Linked DNA regions of Zea mays: region 2 is linked to region 1. A link is a contact called in public Hi-C data. All regions are on one chromosome and are shown on one strand. The core of a region is the stretch at or near the end of the contact, and the rest is flanking DNA. Distances in the headings are between cores, read along the strand shown. Region 1 holds the start of LOC100282797. Region 2 holds the start of LOC541962 (myb2).

The links. Hi-C and Micro-C count contacts between places; a contact is called where the count stands out from the background.
Region 2: a Hi-C map of leaf shows a contact between it and region 1, with 5 times the contacts expected there. The contact joins the promoter of LOC541962 here to the promoter of LOC100282797 in region 1. A contact is called at or near these places in 3 of 25 Hi-C or Micro-C datasets (endosperm and leaf).

Annotation. Positions count from the first base shown.
Region 1 is chr3:159,458,094-159,465,126 of Zm-B73-REFERENCE-NAM-5.0, reverse strand. LOC100282797 reads left to right here and starts at 3,457. Exons shown (of 6, transcript NM_001155703.1): 1 at 3,457-3,837; 2 at 4,509-4,646; 3 at 4,783-4,908; 4 at 5,644-6,064; 5 at 6,161-6,270; 6 at 6,402-6,694. The coding sequence starts at 4,789. The coding sequence ends at 6,428.
Region 2 is chr3:159,740,160-159,747,493 of Zm-B73-REFERENCE-NAM-5.0, reverse strand. LOC541962 (myb2) reads right to left here and starts at 3,702. Exons shown (of 4, transcript NM_001371617.1): 1 at 3,351-3,702; 2 at 1-673. The coding sequence starts at 3,527.

The DNA.
Region 1 (7,033 bases), core at 2,208-4,707:
GAGAAACCTAACGGGCGACTATGACCTCTGGGAAATATTTGTAAAGGCTACGTAGTGAGACCCTGCTAGGTCACCTTGGTAGTGATCAATGGGGAGGCTAGAACCCCGGGCAGAAAGGGAATCACGACTTGTGAGTAAAGTGTGCGACCTCTGCAGAGTGTTAGAAACTGGTATATCAGTCATGCTCACGATTATGAGCGGCCTTGGGATCCTCTTTGATTAGAAGAACTTTGGTTACTTTTATGATAATGATTAGCAATTGATGGTTATAGTTTTGATCTCTTGTATTTCCTCTTGGAGGGAGTGCCTCTAGGTAATAACTGGGTTTATTACTAAAATTCGGCTCTACTTATAATAATAAAACTTGACTAACTAAAAGCAATTGCTTAACCTTAACTCCACATACAGCTAGTCCACTTTAGCCAAATGGGACATTTGCTGAGTACGTTGATGTGTATTCACCCTTGCTTTACAAACCACCCCACCCCAGGTTGTCCCCACTGTACTCAGTGCTCAGGAGGAGATGCTGGCAACATGGAGGACTTTGAGGAGTTCCAGGACTACGATGAGTTCTAGTTTATTTTAGTGGCAAACCCTCAGTCAACTGCCTGTGTAGGCTTATCTTCTACCTTTCGTTTTCCGCACTTTGATATTAATGTTGAAGACTATGGCTATGTGTTAGACTCTATGGATGTCTTGGATATCTTGATGTAATTAAAGTACCTTTCCACTATTTATTTCGAGCATTGTGTGATGATGTCCAATTATGTAATCGTTGTGTACGTGAGTTCTGATCCTAGCACGTACATGGTTTGCATTTGGTTTACCTTCCAAAACCGGGTGTGACAAATCTACCCGCCCACGAATCGCCCGAAGGAGTGGAATGAGATCCCCTACACGTGATGATGGGGAGGACAGACAAAGGACTGAGGGGGATCCGAGGTGAGAATGGCACGAGGGCGAGGGAATCTAGGGATGAAGGATCAGCGGGTTGCTCACCGGGAGACGGATGTCAATGACGAAGATTCCGCCCTCATAGGGGTTGTTGGGGGGCAGCGATGGTGCCGGTGAGGTGGGAGATGTTGGCGCCGTCGTGGAGCGCGATGGAGATTCTCGACACCTCCTGGTCGCGATTGCACTCGATGAGGTCCTTCTGCACGTGCGAGACGTCCACCATCCTCGATCGACCCCTCCTTCCTTGCTCGCGGCGCCACGTTCACCACATCATGTCTCTCCCCTCGGTAGGGGCACGATGGGATGGGATGCGGGGAGGGGAAGGGTGAGCAGTGTGGTGTGGGGATCAGGAAATGGCATACAACCAACTAAAACTAATACAAATAGTAATACTATACTTGGTACTAGTAATATAATCATCATCCTCTAGTCTAGATTAGTACAACCTCCATTCTCGAATATTTGTCGTTGGCTAGTTCGTTTTTGAACTAAAACGCAAGAAATAAAAAAAGAACGGGGGAGGGGGGAGTAATTTGTTAGCGTAGAATCTTTCGGATTTCGAATTTTGATTGCTTGCGTTGTGCCGCCGAAAGTTCCTAATCCCTTCCCTTAGTTTGTTTAGGCGCAGTGTTTTGTTTCAGAGAAAATTTGTTGAATACAATCGAAATTTATAACCTTTTCTTATATGTTATTGGAAATTAAAACTTTACTTCATTATCATTAAATTGTACTTTTTTGTGTCATATGCCATTTTCGCATGGAATCAGTCAGGTGGATGTTAGGGGAATGAAAAAAAGTAACAATTAAACATGGCATGATCTAGAAAATACAAAGATATTTCTTCCATCCTAACAACACTTACATAGTACCGCTGCATTTACTTTAAGCACTGAAAAAATTAAACAACACTTAATTTAGCACCTATATATAATCCAAAAAATACATAAGCAATATGATGGCGTAATATTTTTAATCAAATGCACACAATTTCATTTTAAATTATATTGTATAACTTTAAAGTATAACTAGCCGTATATATAAATTTAAAGTACATGTAGCAATATATATATATATATATATATATATAATTAGAACTGTACATATTTAAATTATATTATGTACATTTAAATTAAAAATGTAATGATATTATATTTATTATGCATATTAAAATTATGTATATATGATAGATTAAGTGTTGTTGGATTAGTCTAGTATACAAAACAATACATAGCGGTACTATATAAGTGCTACTGGCATTAAAGGAATATCGCTATATCGTTTCATTCTCTAACATCTTCTCTATTATGCTCACTCTAGAGATTTTTTGCTAGCGATTAAATAAAAGAGAACACATTTCCTTTATTGATGCCAAGTCCTACAACTTCATAAAAAACTTATATGTTTAGCCAAAGTGAAACTAATGTACCTTTGAACGATATTTTTTTTAAAAAAAACATGCCAATATTATGATACTAAGTAACAATTTCACTTTATCATGTAATATAACATAGCATATCCATTTGACATAAAAATATATGTACTTTTCTTTATGCACTCAATCACTTACTATGGTTCGACTTTACATGATTTTAGAAGTTTTTTTACTAGGGTTTTATCTAGTTGAGCAAAGCCCAATTTTTTGAGTTTCCGACCTGATAGATTTCAGCCGACTTAACAACTTGACACATGCATTAATCCATGACATCTACTCTAGTTAATTACTTAGCATTCAATGCAACACACGTGATGGAGTGGTTAGCACTTAGATGAAGACAAAAAAGAATGTGAAGGAAGATGTATTTGCACAACAACACAATTGCGCAAAAGCAAAGCACCGGTGCGACGATGCACATGTTGTGAAAAGAAAAGAATAGTTTTGGCAATTAGCAATTTAGCATCAGCCGTCCGTGGTTAGCATTACGTTGGTTAGGACAGACAGCAGCGACAGGCCACTGACCATTAGTAACTGGCTCGTCACTGTAGTGACGTTTGGCACCTTCGTCTGTATGTTTATTTTTGGCACAACAAAATATAGAAATAGATACTATGCTCACTTTATCTATGTTTAGTTAAACTTCGAATGTTAGAAAATTAATACGATGTCAAGATATATTTCAATATGAGTAATTCATAACATTAATTGGATGCTTTAGATGCTTGTAGATTATTTTATAAACTTTATAAACGTTAAAGAAGTTTGTTTACTGCAAAGCTAAAGTGCCATGTAGTTTAGAATGGAGGGAATACGCATGGCAAAATAAAAAGTAAATTCAGGCATATTGGTAACGTGGTACCTTTTTTTAACACACATGTCTACATTTTGTGCAGGAAAAAAAAATAGCATCTGGCGTGAGCGCGCACACACAGCGACACGGCAACGCACTGGGAGTCCGCACGCGCACCAACCCTCCGATGTCCCATCCCCTCCCTAGCCTCCGCTCCGCCGCTCCCCCCAACTCCACCAGGCTCAGTGTCTCCGCTTCTCGCCGCTTTCCCCTCCTCCGCCTGGGCGCGCCGCCCGCCCGCCCCTCCCGATCCCGTGGACGTCCTCGCAGGCGGCGTGTTGCACGAGAGGTGAGCTCCACCACGCGCCCCCTCTCTCACCTCCCTATCGCTGTCAGTCGGTGCCCAGTTCCTCAGCCAACCAGCCGCGATCTGTCGGCGCTGCTCGCCTTCCCTGGCCCTCGCTCCTGTCGACGCCGCTTTATAGGGGGGCTGCGTACTGCCGCGATTGCCTTGCGATGGGAGTGGGGCTCCTCTCGACGCCTGTCAGCGCAAGATGCAGATCGGCCGAGGATGCAGCTGTGCTATGCTCGCAGATGCCAGTTGCTCCGAGCAAGCGCTTCGCGCCACTCCTAGCACTTTTAGTTCACTCGACAGACGGTAAGGATCTAGCGGCCTGATCTTGAGCACACGTATTCGTTCTCAGTTCTCAGGCTCGCGCAAAAGAGAGAATGTGTACTCTACTGAAACTGTTAGTGTGGCATTTTGGGTTACAGTTGTGCTTCCTAGCCTTCGATCTTTCTTTCAGTTAGTATTCATGCGTCAACCTGCCACGGGTAGTACAATACACTCATGAATCGATGCGGCAGTTGAATTTCGGCTGCATAGCGCAGTCATGAGATCTGCAGGATTACAGCTTACGAACCCATTGTATCGTTCGTCCCTGTAGCTAGGAAGCTGAATGAGGGAGACTTATGGTAATTTTGCCTCATTCGTCATCCAGACCCAGCAGCGGTAGAGCCTACCGTCTGTAACCATAAGGTCTCGGGTTCGAGCCCTAGCCTCTGCATATTATGCGGGTAAGACTTGATGCTTAAAGATATCCTTCCCCAGACCCCGCACAGTGCGGGAAGCCTACGGCACTGGGTACGCCCATTCGTCATCCAGACCCAGCAGTCTACTGGTTCTGGACTTCTGGTACTTGTAGGAGCGTCCTGTGTATGTGACTCTTCTCATAATAAGCTACCAGTCATGCTAGATCTTTCAAAAAAGTAAGTTTTTCCCCTCAATGCAGTAATCTAAAGGTGATTCCTTTTTTATTCGTTGAACAGCTTAGGGAATGTTTTACCAGTATTGTTCATGGTAAACTCAGAGTTTCTATCAACTGCCCGGGAAAGTGAACTTGTTTCCACTCCATCTTTAGTGTCAAAACCAATTTCTTCTACAGGGGCAACGGAACTACTTCGAAGGTATTTCCTGGAACCTTATTTCATTTTCATTTAGATAGTCAGCATTATGATCTCATCTGATATGTGAAAGCTATAGAACTTGTTCTTTGTGATTGTTTAGTTGTGTTCTGATATTCTGGATTTGTACATTTTCCAGTGAATTATGGGTGGGTTCTGCTGCTGCCTCAGTGCTGAAGAATTTGATGAATATGTCTATCCAAACAACCCTATCTATAGGCAATGCGTATCCTTGAGGCATCTTTTCCACAGCATTTTTGGCGGGGTAATATGAACTTTTATCCATTTTTTCAAGTATATTCTAGGCTCTAACCAACTGATCCAAAATGTCACATTGATTGATATGTGGATTTTGATACTTCTGACTCCATGCAACTGCTGTCAGTAGCATGTTGATATGATTTAGTTATAAGTAACTTTCGGGGTTTAGATATTTACCATTTTTTTTCCAAAATGACACATTTTCTCTTTTCTTTCAAAATATTCTGTGCTGATAGATGCATTGGGAAGGGCAGGCTTAGTGCAGTGGTGAGAGCTGTCTCACTGGGTCTAGGGTTCGAAGCATCCTCTCTGCATTTACGGGGGAAAGACTTGCCTCGGTTATTTCCTTCCCCAGATCCCACTCGTGTGGAAGCCTTTGGCACTGGATCTGCCTTTTTTATAGATGCACTGGCCTTTTTTATCACATGATGTTACAAACTGAAGAGTAATATTTTCCTCTTTTTTAGAGTATTAGATGCAGCGCTAAAAGGAACAGAATCCATAGTGAGCATTTTGTAGTCCTATGAAACCCAAAACAGCAAAGCTTGTTGAGACAATGCAAACATGAATGAGCAGGGGTAGGCACATTTGACATTGCTAGGTAGACCTGCTGGCGTTCTTCTACGAGTTCTATTGTAGATAAATTATGTTGTGCATCTTAATGGCACTTCCATAGTATTTTCTATGTTCACTTTCATATGTAAGGTTTCTTCTAACTATAGTATTTCCTTCTATGTAGTATACTGCAACATTCCAGAGGCTTGAGTCTAGGCCAAACAACCCAGCTCAAGGGGTTGCTCCACTGGGATCCACTAATCCAAGTGTCAACATAAATGACAATTCACTCAATCTTGTTTCTAGACCACCTCCATATGATACCGATCCTAGATATGCCCGTGTTCAAAGAGAGGGATTAGTCTCCAGGCGTGAGAAATCCATAAATCTTGCACAAGAAGAGTCACTGGCCCTTAGACGAAATGCCAGCAGCTCTGGTATTGAACATTTAGCTGCTCAGAAGAAACGCAACAGCACTGAAAATGAGGGTGAATATAAGGTCCATCGTTCTGAATCAACTAAGAGTTTGTCTGCAAAAGCTTATAGTAGCAGCTATGCTGTTGTCGCTTCAGAAGATGAGGATGTCTGCCCTACTTGCCTGGAAGGTTTGTGTCCGTATAGATCTGCATGAACACATGACAGTTTTATCTTGGTGCCTTAACATTTCTTCACTGATTCATTATTATAAATTCCTTATGCAGAATACACGCCAGACAATCCAAAAATAATAACCAAGTGCTGTCACCATTTTCATCTTGGTTGTATTTATGAATGGATGGAGAGAAGTGATACATGCCCAATTTGTGGTAAGGTACGATATTGATGGTTATGCACTCTTCCAGTTTTTGCTTCTCATAATCACTAATACCCTATCATCAGTTCCTAAGACATAATTTTGTTTGCTGAGCTGACAATTTCTACTCCAACCTGATTACACTGCAGGAAATGGAGTTTTGCGAGAGCCCATGATAGCCTTTCGGTTTACATGATCTCACATGAAGTCTGAGCTGCAGGAAATGGGGTTCTGTGAGAACCAATGATAGCCTTTCGATTTACATGATCTCAGATGGGAGCAAGGGAAACATTCTACAGAGTACAACAGAATGCTGGAGAATTGTAAATAATAGTTCCTTATGCATGCGATGTCCAAATAGATCTCTTTCTCGAGATCAGTTTCTTACATGTACTGAGATGGTTATCTGTCTTACTAAATTCATGCTAGAATTTGCTTGGCCAGTTTTTGTTATATTTGCAAATGGTAGCTCATAGATGGAAGCACAACTCATGGATGAAAGAATATATTAACCTGATCATGTGACTGTCTGGCGGTGGATGTACCCTATGACCGTATCTCATGATGAATCTTTGACCTACGTGCCTAGAGGTGCTATGAACATCCTGTTGCAAGCCATCAAGAACAGGGACAGACATTATGTTTTGAGTAAAATGAAAATAATTTAATCGGGTATCCGCATCATAGGACTGTAAAACAGACGAAATCGGGTTGGATCAAGGATCATCAAACGGTTTTAGGGTTGGTTTTAGGGTTAGTTTGGAAAACCCAATTTCTCAAG
Region 2 (7,334 bases), core at 2,453-4,952, 280 kb before region 1:
TTAGTTTATTCGCTTGCATTATAGCAGCAGGGGCATCCTGTCGCTGCAGGATCTTGTTCCTGGCAATATCCTGTTTTCTTAATTGTGCCTCTATATCTGCTCTTCTCTTCCCTTCAAGCTCCTCAATGGTTGTTGGAAACTGTACATGTTCAGGTGGTCTGTCTTCACCAACAGTATCATAAAAACCTGAAGGTGGTCTCTTTTCAAATGGAATCTCAGCATTGTAGTCAATCCCCTTTCTCTTTCTTTTTCTGTGGCGTGTATCAATACCAGCTGCCTTCAATTCTCTCCTTTTTTGTAGTGAAGCAAGCCTTCTTGCTTCTTCAAGTTGTTTCTCCCTTGCCTTCCGTTTGGCCTTTTTACCCCTAGTGTTAGCTAAGCGGGCCCTAGCCTCAGAAAGCATTTCTTTTTCATCTTCATCCATATCAACAGGATCAGGACGTGCGGGCTTTGACTCAGGGTTTGGGTCAATCTCGCCAGGCCGCAGCTTCCTAGGATCATCATTAGCCTCATAATTTTCATCCTTTGCACATGCGGCGTCAAGCAGCTTTTCATAACGTTCAAGACACTGAGATGGTGTTCGACCTACAATAGGTGCAATTGTCCTCCACTGAGTAGGCATGAGTTTAGCAAGATGAAGTAATTTCTCATCCTCCTCCCTTGTCCACTCGGTCTGAAATTAACATAGATGAGTTAGCACAGTGAGAGAAACAATAAACAATCATCTTGGTGACAAACAAGAAAGACCTATGCCATAAGCCCATAATAGAGCAAATGACCAATGAAAGAACTATTTTGAAGGTTATGGGTTTTTTAAACCATTCATGTCAAAACATTGCAGATGATGTGATTTCAGAGAACTTCACTGAAGTTAAAAATTAGATGATAGTGCCCGCCGTACAGTAACCAAACACCTTATTACAAGTACTAGTGTATCACACATTCATTTAGATTAAGAGCCTGTGTTAACAAACAAAAGACATTTAATTACTACATTATACTTTTAACAACATGGGTCCACATTCCATCAATGAAGAAAAGGCGTTAATTGCTTGACCAATCAGATCCATAGCAACATTCTGGACACAACCAAATATTCAAAGAGGAAACTGGACGGCTTTGTCTTCTATTTTTAAGAAGCAAATTCTGAATATTGACAGGAAGAAATAAAAAAAATAGAGACAATAGTTCTTCTAAACATCAGTAATGCACTGCTTCTAAATATGATTTGTAGTGGCTAGTAACATTCCAAGTTGTATCAATACAATGATGAAAATGCTAACATAGTTTGTATTGATTTTATTCATCATACAAACTATCAAATGATAAACTTAGAGCGGACATTCATCTCATAAATATATTAAAGCGTGAAAAGTTCAATAGCTCTAGGTTGCCAAGAAACTATTGTCAATTAAAAAATTTGACATCTGCCAAAAAAGCTGCATGCTAGAAGCCAGTAATAACCAATCATTTACACAGTAATAACTACAAATCTGTAGACACTAAAATTTTTCCAGAAGCTAACCAGCTCCAAAACAAGATAAGTAGACCCTTTCATAACTATAGCATGTTAATGTTCCATTACCTAATGCTCATATTTCACCCTGCTCTTCTAATTAAATACATCAAGACTAGATAAGGTAAAATTCGAACTCACCTGACCAAATTAAGTGTTGAAATGTTGAATCAGCCAGTTTAGCTTATTCATTCAAACTTAAAAGGCTACCTAGGTGCATTTTCACAGTGTGATAAATTTTAGACAGATTACAACAGGTAGTCAGCATGAAACTGCTGTTGCTAATAAACCTATTTAGTAACTGAGAACCTAACTGTAAAAGTGACATGCAACTGATCACGACACAGTAGCTAGGGTTAGTTGTTCCTGGTTAAGTACACCACTCTGAATAACCAAGTCCAGTGAAAAGAGCTGTCCTTCAACATAATTCAGAATTTCAGATAAAATAAAGTAACTTCCCAGTGGACCAAACCTTCTACATTCAAAATCAACTTTATGAAGAAGTTAACATCTGCTATAGACATTTCGCGCAACCAAACTATCAAATTTTACTTAAACAGTGCAAAGTTTCTCTTTTGGCAAGAAAAATGATTCAGGTGCTTAGTCCAGTTATATTTAGTTACCACTAGACTGTAAAAACTTTCATTCAGTTAATATCTATGTTGAAATGTATGTTATCTAGCTAGTAGAAATATTAAATGTTATTAGATGATGTTGAATCCATAGGATATAAGAAGAAGGGCAGACCCAACCGAGGCAAGCCTCCCCCCGCCCCAATGCGAAGAAACTGCTTCGAACCAACGACCTGGTGACTCAGTGAGACATATCTCACCACTACACCAGGACTGCCCTTCAGAATCAATAGATAATAATGTATATAACGATATAAACACGGATGCTTATCAAGACAAAAGCAAAAGATATTAATTCATTATCTGGCTCCAGAAAGCATTAGATTCAATAACCTACTCCCACTGTCCCAAAATATAATTCGTTTTAGACTAAACATACATTAATGAATTAATCTATGAATGTAGTTTGTATGTATGTCTAGTTGTCTACATTCATTCGAATGAATGTGGACAGAAAAAATGGGAGGCTAGAAAGAACTATATTTTGGGATGGAGGGAGTACTAAAGTAAGGATGTCAATATTTCGTATTACCGCCAACTTGCAACTCGAGATATTCAAGCTGAAAGACGATATTCTTTTATCTGATTCTAAAGTTTGCCAGTTCGAATGTTTGTGAAAGGATAACGGCTGATAACACTTAGAGTCATCTAATGATTGATATTACCAAAATTCATAACCAGCACACCTATCAAAGTTCATAGAGCATAAATCTTGCTGTTGTTCCAACTTCCAATGCATAAATGCATAGGACAAACATTTTTTTCTCTTTTAGCATGCAGGGGACATTGTTACCAAAACTGCTAAGAATTAGGTCATGCATTAAGCATGCAAGATTTCATAGGAAAGGAAATCACTTATTGACTTGTAGTGCTTTCCACTTTCTCGGCAGAATGTGCTGAGCTTCTTAAAAGTTTAATTCAAACGAACTCGCCACTCCAGAATCCTTAATAACCACATCTGTACTGTTGAGTGAACAAGAAACCATCCAGTGACAGTTACCCTCTCATTATGAATTGCATGCTTCCCAGTGCAGAAGGATTCAGAAAAAGAAAAAGACAGTGTTCTAAACGTGGCAGCTAGATCTTTAGGAGAACGACACTCCAAGCAAAGCGAAAATCAGTGATAGAACGGCGACCGGGCAGTGAGGCTAGTCTGCCGAGAGAGGAAGACAGAACCGTAAGAGAGGCGAGCAGTCGGTTACCTTCTTGATGGACGGATCGAGCCACTCATACCAGCGGGCCTTGCACTGCTTGGCGGACTTGCGGACGAGCAGCGACGAGATGCGCGCCCACTGGTTCTTGCCGTACTTCATCACGGCCGCCTTGAGGATCTCGTCCTCCGTGTTCTTCCACACGCCTCCCTTGATCATGATCCTCATCGTGCCCCACTCTGACCTGATTCGCCTCCTCCGCTAGTTTCTCCCTCCCCCGGTAAGGGGAGGGGAGGGGTAATCGGTTTCCGACTTCCTCCGCCGCTAGCCCCTGGAGGGGGCTCCGGCGACGCCTAGAGTCCCACACGGAGCGGCGGACCTCCGGGGGAGGGCGGTGGCTCAGGTTTAGGGTTCGGTGAGGTGAGCGCGGCGGCGGCGTACGCGCGCGGTGAGGAAGGGGAGCGAATCGGCGAGGTTTGGGTTCTGTTGCTTACGATGACAGGTATCGTCGACAGTTTCAAGGCCCAAAGAACGATAGCTGAAGTGGGCTCCATTTGCGCTCGTTCATCTCTGAACAGCCCATCAGGCCCGAGAGAGCGAAGGCCGTCTTAGTAGGAGCAGGCCCAGTCCTAGAGAGATTTTTGTCATTATAAAATACGACACATTCCGCTTCATCGAAACGGAGGCGTTGAGAGAGAGATTCGAGGATATGGAAAAACAGAGGACATCTATCCGACGAAATAGACTCAAAATCTTGATTAGCCGCTGAGGAGAATCATTAGGCCGCCTACGTTTCGAATCCGTCGTCGTCCGTCAGTAGATATCGATTTTGCTGAGACTGTGAGGAACAAGCCGAGCCACTGCAAGACGACCTCGTTCCCGCTGCGGTAGACGAAGACGTGCACCGGACAACCTCACCGTCGTCGTCGTGGCGCTTCCGGCCGTCGTCGGTGTCAGAATCGGAGGAACAGGAGGAGGTGGAGTGACTCTTATGGGGTTCCTGCAACGACACGCGGTCGTCCCTCTCGAGCGAGCTGGAGAAGGACGGGTGCGAGCGCAGCTGCGTCGTCCTGCCGAGCTCCTCCATCTCCAGGTCGAGGTCGAGCGACACCTCGCCGCCGGATGCCGCCTGTTGTAACTTGCTCTCTGCAGCAAGAAGGCCAACAAGAGTGAACGGTGGTGACAACAGGGTTACGTGCACGGGGGCAATAGCACTGTTGATCTAGCCCCTCACGGGCACTGTGCGGGGGTATTTATAGGTATCTGAGTGCCCAGCGTCTTGTGTTAAGGACGCATGTGCCCTCAGACACCTATTTTATCCCCAGAATATTCCCATAAAGCAGGGTTACAGACCGTAATTACAAGTACTCCTTTACAAGTCAGGCCCGTAATACAGAGGCGGCCACGCGGGGCCCGTTACAATGGGCCAGATCGCACGTGGGCCTTGGGACTGAACGAGGACGCGCCGTGGTAGGACGTCGCCGCAGGCCTTCGTCAACGTGCCGAGTCTTGCGAAGGGTGTCCCTGCCCGCTTTGTCTCTGTCGGACCAGCGGCTGCAGCGAAGGCCTCGAGCGAAGGGTGGCGTCTTTGCCTTCGCCCCAACATTTGCCCTCCGAGGGACCAGTTCGACAAAGTCACCTGGTGCCGAAGACGTCGCTAGATGGCGGAGACGCTGCCCTCGCTCGAAGTGGTTCCGCGGGGGTTTTTGATGTGACCGTTGATGGACGGCGTACTGTTGGATTGCGGGTTTCCCGAAGCGTCGCGGCCTGTCGGATTGCGGGTTTCCCGAAGAGCCGCGCCCCGCCTATAAAAGGGGGGCGGGGGCGGCGCTTTTTGAACTCTGCCTTCCGCGCTCCGTAAAACCCTAGCCGCCCGTCGTCTTGCTGCTCCTTTTCCTCCGCTGCTCCCTTAACTCGCCGGCGTTCTGGCTCGAGTGAAGCAGACCGCCCGCCGCCGACGACGGTACGTAGCAATGCCATCCTCTTCTTCCTCCGCCGACGCCGCGTCGCCGGCCGCCGCCTCGTCTGAGGAGACGTTGAGTAACGTGGAGGTGGAGGAGTTGCGCGCCGGCGACTCTGTTGAATTTGGTGTGTCACGGATGACGTCAGCCCGCATTGAAGATATGCAGCGGTTGGGCTACTTTGGCGGCGGGGTCGCCCGTGCTCCGGGGACGGAGGAAGTCCCCGAGCCGGAGGGCGAGTTGGTTGTTTTCGAGGCGTTCTTCGTCGCCGGACTCCGCTTGCCGGCGCACCGTTTTGTCAGCGAAGTCCTGCGTAGATTCAGCGTTCAAATACATCAGCTGACACCGAACGCCATAGTGGCGCTGGCGAAGTATGTCTGGGCGACGACTTCGTACGGCGGACAGCCATCGGTTGAAGTTTTTGCGAAGAATTATTGTTTGCATTGGCAGAAAAGGATGGTTGAGGACGGAATTGCCCAGTTCGGGTCATGTACATTCACGCCGAAGACCGGCAAGACCACAATGCCAGTAGTGGAGTTGGTCCCGTGCGCCCGCAACAAGTGGGGCAATTGGAATGAATTTTGGTTTTATGTTGCTGAGGCTACTGTCGAAGGCCATGAAGGGCTCCCCGTGTCCTTAATGTGCTCTCACTATTACTCTGCGTATCCACCTTATGAAGTGGCAGAAGAGGATGCAGACGAAGGGGCCCTTCGGTGCGCCGCCGGTCAGAGCAGCGGTCGAGATTTAGTTGAAGAGTTCGTGGCGTACGGGGTCTGGCCCTTGGCGCACGGCTGGGCGCTGGGCGAAGTATGCCCTCGCCAGATGCCCTTTCACGGAGGAAGGGTGGTGCGAAGCCCTGCCTTCGCACTGAATTTGCGAAACCGTGACCCGGCCGCCTTTGTGCGTGATGCGGAGGGCTTGACGGTGCGGCTCGTGGGGCGTTACGTGCCGAGGACGGAAGGCCAGCGCAGCTTTGACATCCGCGGGTCAAATGAACGCTTGAACAGGGTATTCGAATTAAATCAACTGCCGTACGACGGTTACCCTGGACAAGACGAAGCGGACCGCCGTGGGAAGAAGCCGGCGGTGGAGACTGGAGGCGACCCTGCGCTGGTGGCCGCCGCCTCCTCGAAAAAGAGAAAATTAGGTACTGCGATGGGAAGACTTGGGGTGTCTGATAGTTTCGCTAGAGATTTAATGAGGACGTGTGCGGCCCCGGGGGAGAGGATGTCTTCGCCCGAGCTCCGGGAGTCTTCGGCTCGGATGCTGAGGGTTACCGGGGGTTGTTGGCCTAAAAACATTCCTATCCCCTGCGCGGCTGAGGAGGACTGTTTTACATCTCGTATGGTTCATCGGTGGAAAGTTTTTCCTTATGGGCGAAATATCGGTCATGTTGTGTGGGCAGTGATGGACAAGGATCGCCAAGGCGCGGCGCGAAAACGCCAGGCGACTGTGAGGGTTCACGAAGCCCGGCCGAAAAGGCATCGGGGAACGGCGAAGGCTGAGGCCTCTGGCGGAGGCAAGCCGCCGCTGCCGACGAAGGTGGGCGCCTCCGCGCCTGGCAAGGCGCCGGAGACGACGGTGGGCGCCGGAGGCCCCAAGCTGTCGAAGGTGGTGCCGTCTGCCAGCGGGGTGGCGGAGGCTGCGAAGGCGGCCCGATCGCTACCGCTGCCTAGCAAGCGCGTTGCCGACTTCGGCACCGAGATTGATGTGGACGACTATCTTGGGGGTAAGTATATATGAATATATATACCTCTTTTTTTTTCTTTTTTTTTTAATTGTTGACGCGTTGCAGGGTCGGACGAGGGCCCGCTTGCTCTAGTTGTGCCTGGCGCGGCGATCGCGACGGCTGCGCCAGCGCCGAAAGCGGGGGGAGAGACCCTTGGCGCCGGAGGCGAGGTGTCTGCCCTCGCGCTGGTCAGAGACGAGGCGGGCGTGGCGACCCGTCGGCTGAAGGGAGCGACGGAGGCGCTGAGTCGAGCGACGGAGGCGCTGAGTCAGGTCCGCCGAGCTATACATTTTTTTCTTTTTTTCTTTTCTTTTTTTTTTACGCAACGACCTTACGTGTGTTCTG